2 separate regions of the Triticum aestivum genome follow, and region 2 is linked to region 1. Evidence: chromatin contacts called from public Hi-C data. All regions are on one chromosome and are shown on one strand. The core of a region is the stretch at or near the end of the contact, and the rest is flanking DNA. Distances in the headings are between cores, read along the strand shown.

The links. A called contact is a pair of places that touch in the nucleus more often than the background predicts.
Region 2: a contact with region 1 is called in a Hi-C map of an unstated tissue, with 9 times the contacts expected there. The contact joins two enhancer-like sites. A contact is called at or near these places in 3 of 5 Hi-C or Micro-C datasets (leaf, root and an unstated tissue).

Annotation. Positions count from the first base shown.
Region 1 is chr1B:186,450,659-186,453,455 of IWGSC CS RefSeq v2.1, reverse strand. No RefSeq gene overlaps it. Among protein-coding and RNA genes, the nearest start is that of LOC123114896, 350 kb to the right of the region's middle. Within about 2 kb of position 1,510, at least 2 of the 8 cell types and tissues checked have an H3K27ac peak or open chromatin away from gene starts, as enhancers often do.
Region 2 is chr1B:186,983,515-186,986,648 of IWGSC CS RefSeq v2.1, reverse strand. No RefSeq gene overlaps it. Among protein-coding and RNA genes, the nearest start is that of LOC123089285, 12 kb to the left of the region's middle. Within about 2 kb of position 1,623, at least 1 of the 8 cell types and tissues checked has an H3K27ac peak or open chromatin away from gene starts, as enhancers often do.

The DNA.
Region 1 (2,797 bases), core at 261-2,760:
CGAATTTCTTATACACGAAAAAAATTTGTTACATATTTTGAACTCTTACATATCTTATTTTTGAACTTCTTTCTTTTTATAAAAAAACCTGAAAAAAACATTTCCACAAAGACATACACAAAGAACACAGACAACCATCACATGCACGAACGCCATAACAACATCTCCATTGTTTCTTTTGACACCCAACGCTGATTTGAATCCCGTACTGTACTTGTACTTCTTCATCCAGGAGATATAAGGAGCAAGTCAGGGAATGATTTAGTGGGGATAAACAAGGTTAGCTTCTCGTCGCCGCCCCTTTTGACAAGCACCTGCATTCTCTACCGTAGTTTCCAGAATACGGTCATGGCGCGACGGTCGGCTGGTGGAGACAACAGCGACCAACCACACTCCCGGCGCACAACACAACTGTCTATTCTGAAAAAAAATCCACTCGTCGGAACATTACCGTTTCACAGTAATTACATGAAACTGGAAATGGAGAGATAGATATGCGCCTGAATCAACAACAGTGTAAGTTTAGTTTGAACAAAACTCAAAGTTCAGAGGAAGGAGGTGCAGCTAATAGGGATCGAGACGCTCGTCGGGGAGTCCTTGGCGGCACGGGCATCGTCGGGAGGTGGCAGGAGGAGCGCAACAGCGGGCGCGTTGGGGCAGCGAGCCATGATTCAAATGATCAAATAGGCAAAATTAGAGAAAGAAATACATGATTTCGTTCCAAGGAAAAGCATCAACAATAGCAGCACTAGCAATCGCACAGACTACCTATGGATGGATACCAAGCACGCACACCACACGCATACACAACACACAAGGAACGCATAGCGCACTAGCACACCACGCGCAAGCACACGGCCATGCTCACACGCATAAAGCATAATGCACACACAGCAGGCAGCTGCGTGCTAGAGAAGGGGCAACCCCAGGCATGGTGAGGCACTGGCGGGAGGACGACCGACAACCTGGGCACATGGTTAATGATCTGCGGCAGGCGCGCATATGAAGTTTCATTCCACGCGTGTATAGGTGGAACTGCTGTTAATTTTTTTGTTGAACTGAGAGAGAAGAATTGCCTCCAATATTTTTGGAAATACACTGAAGAAAGGCGTGCGTGACCAGGTGCAGGTCGGGACTCCTCCGAGCTGCAGGTCAAGACCTCCCCCATCTGCAGGTCGACCGAAGGGATGGGGATGCGATGGTTGGTCGAGAGGCGAGCGGGATGGGGTGGGGAGGTAGCGATTGGCCGGAGGGCTCGCAGGGAGGTCGGGGAGGTCGCCGTCTCCCATGGCCATGGCGGGCTCCTCTGCTGACGAAGCCGCCGTCGCCGGAAGAGAAGCTAGGCGAGGCCGGGGCAGCCTAGGTGGCAGGGAAGGCGCGGCGGCGTACCAGAGGTACACGGCAGGGCCGCGCCGGTGCTTGGTGGTCACTGGCGGTGGCGGGATCGGCCCCGGGTGGATCCAGGGGAACGAGGCGGCCCGGCGGCCCGATCCAGGGGCGGAGGTAGCCCGGCGGCCGGATCCGGGGGATGAGGCGGCGCGGCGGCCGGATATGGGGGCGGGGCAGGGGCGGCCATGGCTGCCGGTGGTTGCGTGCGCGGGAAGGTGGATCGGATCGGGGTGGGATAGAGCACGGGGCAAGAAGGTGGGCTGCATTTTTTTTCTTTGCCGCTTCCGGTTCGGGAGTTCGGGATGATCTCATCGGCACTATATATAGGAGCGTCGTGATCAGAATAACTATTCTGATCCCAAGATCAAAATAGTGTTATATATATATATATACATCTGGGCTATTCTGTTACGCGTAACAGGATATTATTCTGTTACCTTTTTTGAACTGACGGTTTCAGGCGGTTGTACTGATGTTTTCGAGCGGCTTGAACTGATACTTCCAGTTATGTTTAACAGATCGTTTTCTTTAGTTTAAAAAATGTTTGCAATTTTTTTGTCGGAATGGGGCGTGTAATATATTGTTGGAAAGCTCTTGACAATTATATTTCAAGTATATTAACGTTTTTGCAAAATCATTATGGTTTAAGAGCAGTTTTGGAAAAACCGTTTTTTTTCAAAACCGAAAACGTGAATCGTATTTTGGACACAATTTTCAAACAGTTTGTCGGAATTGAGCAAATAAGATGGCGTTGGAAAGCTTGTGAAAATCCGCATCTTCCGCATATGTATTATTTTTTCTAATTCTATACTATTTAAAAGTAATTTGGAAAATGGTGAAATTCTGGGCGAAACGTATTTTCGCGATTTTTTGCAAACGGTTTGTCGAATTGACGCAAATGATAAGGCGTTGGAAAGCTATGGAAAATGCGCAACTTTTTCGTATTGAAATGTTTTTCTAATTCCTTACAGTTTAAAAACGAATTCGAATATGGTTAAATTTAATTTCGAACGTGATTTTTTTAAAAGTTTGTCGAAATGGGGCAAATAATATACCGTTGGATAGCTATCGAAAATGCGAAACTTAGTCATGTTGAACGTTTTCTCATATTTGCCGCCGTTGAAGAGTAATTTGGATTATGGTGAGACCCAACATGGTGTTTTTCCTTCAAAAAACAGAGTACTTGTACTGATTTTTTTGTGTGTTTGTACTGATGTATTATTTCACAGAGTAATTTTGAATACGGTGAAGCCTGTCGTATTTTTCTTTTTCGTTCCGGAAACAAAGTACTCGAACTGATCTCCGTATGGATTTGTACTAAGCACGTTTTCACAGATTGAACTTTTACTTTGTTTTTTGGGTAAGGTTTTCCTCTTAAAGTTTCAATGGTTTACGGTAGCATTGCCCC
Region 2 (3,134 bases), core at 374-2,873, 530 kb before region 1:
TATAAGGCGGGCGAAGAGTTCCTAAAATATGACCATCATGCCTTTTATGGTGTTTGGTTACCTGCATCCTTTTTAGCACTTTGGATACTTGTCCCACTTGAGCCTGGTTGAGCTAACGCAGGCCAAAAAAAAATCATAATCCGCAGTTAGTTTGGTTGCATGCGTATAAGGTTGCCTGCATTAGGGGAGCATTTTTGCGTGCTGTTGCGTGCATTGACTAGGCTAATGCAAGTGCCCGGTATTTGGTTGCATACACGCAATGTGATTAAGAGTTAACACCTACACATGACAATAGAGTTACAGTAGAGTTCCTTAGCAGTGTGCTCGCAATGGCGGCGTCGTGTAGGCTGAGGAAGAGGTGACCGAGAGGACGACGCTGGCGGGGGCGCCGCGCACAACAAGGCGTCCATCCGACGAGGTTAACAGCTACGCATAACACTAGACGCCACAGCGCTGAGGCAGAAAAGGATGGAGGAGAGATGCAGTTTTTTGCGGGTTGTAAAATCTGGAAAAAAATATACACGGCTGGCCCAGCTCGTAGGAAGAGGTGTGCGCCCGTTCGCACAAAATGCCCCCTATAGTGTATACGTATACGATGGGTGAAGTCTAAAAAAAGCATCTAAGGCGGGCGAAGAGTTCCTAAAATATGACCATCATGCCTTTTATGGCATTTGGTTACCTGCATCCTTTTTAGCACTTTGGATACTTGTCCCACTTGAGCGTGATTGAGCTAACGCAGGCAAAACATCATTATCCGCATTTAGTTTGGTTGCATGCGTATAAGGTTGCCTGCATTAGGGGAGCATTTTTGCGTGCTGCTGTGTGCATTGGTTAGGCTAATGCAAGTGCCCGGTGTTTGGTTGCATACACGCAATGTGATTAAGAGTTAACGCCTACACATGACAGTAGAGTTACAATAGAGTTCTTAGCAGTGTGCTCGCGATGGTGGTGTTAGTGTAGGCTGAGGAAGAGGTGATCGAGAGGAACGACGCCGGCAGAGGCACCGGGCACAACAAGGCACCCATCTGACAACGTTAACACCTATGCATAACACTAGACGCCATGGCGCTGAGGTAGAAAAGGATGGAGGAGAGATGCAAGCTAGGAGATCGAGAGGAATGACTTCGGCGATGGCTTAGTGTAGCAGGACGTGGGAGAGAAAACAGAGAGGAATGACGACCGCTCGAGTGTAGTAGGACACGGGAGAGAAGACAGAGAGGAACGACGACCGCCCGAGTGCAGTAGGACGCGGGAGAGGAGGTTGAGAGGAACGACGTCGGTGGTGGCGCTACTGCAACATCACGCGGGAGAGGAGACCGAGAGGAACAACACCGACAGTGACGCCACTGTAGCAGGACATGGGAGAGAAGACTCGGACTAAGGAGTGTCATTAACACAGATCACACATATGCATTTGTACGTTCTAGAAGAAAGAGATTAGATCTACTCGTCTACTATCGTTGAAACAAAAATTTTGCAACACGGAAGTCGTGTGAAACTACAAGATGAAGCTACTGGTCTAAGGAAATTTCAAGCGGTCGACCGTGCGAGACGAATTTGACAAAATTTGCCCAAAATAGCTGCAAATATGAACACGAAATTAAACATTTATGGTCGAGGAAACTACGAACTGATCACAAAATTGGAACCATAACATTAATGTGCATCTTTTCTGTGTAAAGTTTACTTCGAATCGAAGCACCGCTGTGTAGATTAGAAGGAACGGAACAAAGGAGATTAGAGAAGGAGCTTACTGGAGGTGGAAGAAGAAACAACGTACATGCTCTATAGTGGGCCACATGCACTCGTGCAAGAGGACCCATCACATGCACTCGAGGTGGCTCGACTCAGCCTGGCTCATTAAAAACTGCCGATTCGACCGTTTATAGCGGGCATGGCTGGAGAGTGCTTTAAATTCCATGCGGACCAACATATGGATGCGACCCAGCCAACCAAACGAGCCAAATTCTTGTGTATAATTATACAGGGAGTACAAAGGGCACGAGGCCATGATGGCGATTGTGAGTTAGCCACGATCAAGAGAGGGAATGTGTGCGCTGACTGAAAAACTGCACACACACGCATGCTACAACCTTTTTAGAGAAAAGGTTAGCGCCCGGCCTTAAGGATAAGAACCTTACAAATGAAGAAACAAGTAAAAGAAAAAAAAGGCTAGGTTGCCTCTGTCTTCCGCTGGCTCCGCCGCCGGTCCATCTCATCTTCGGTTGCATTAGGGTCATGATGGCGCGGTGGATCCCGGCCTTGCCGGTGGGAGGGCTACGTCCGTAGATGTTCCTTCAAGTTTTATTAGGGTATGTGTCCTTCTCTGGAAGACAAGATGGCAGTGGCTTTCTGTAGATGCAGTAAGGTTCTTCGTGCCTAGTCCCTATTTTGGTGGTGCATCTAGCATCGTTGGTGGGTGTGTGGAGATGTGTCTCCGGTGGATCTGTCTTTGGTGGATTTGCTTGGATCTTTTCATAGTTTGTCTACGTTCGTGGATCTTCAGGTTGGATCTTTCCGATCTATTCTACTCTTCAACGGTAGCGGTTGCTGTTCTGGTGCGCTAGTCCTATGAGGCCTTAGCACGACAACTTTCCAACTGTCCACTACAACAAGGTTTGCCCGACTTCTGCGAGGGAGGGGTGATGACGGCGGCATGCCTTCGGCTCGTTTCAGTGCTTGTAGTCGTTGCTAGGTGGTCTATGGATCTAGATGTAATTTTTTTATTATTTCTAGTGTTCGTTGTACTACCATGTTTGAAGATGAATAGATTGGGCGTTTTTCGCAAAAAAGAAGAAACAAGTAAAAGGAAAGAGGAGGCAAATGAGTAGTGATGCAGCACCACCAACAAGGTTACAAGGCCAACTATGATCTATCTCAGGTTGCAACGTGGCAAAACGACTAAGCTATTCACTACAGGAATCACTGGCTATGCCGACGACTTTTGATCCCGTGGGCACAGACTATGCCAACAATGGCCGTCGACATCGATAGCTTCGGTAAACCTCCCGTGCCTATCGGCATAGTATAGTCGTCATCATTGATCACCTATGCCGACCATTTTTGATCTGGTTGCCTGCATTTGTTTGTTTTTGCTTCTTCCCTGCAATTAAAATAGCTACAACAGCAAAACC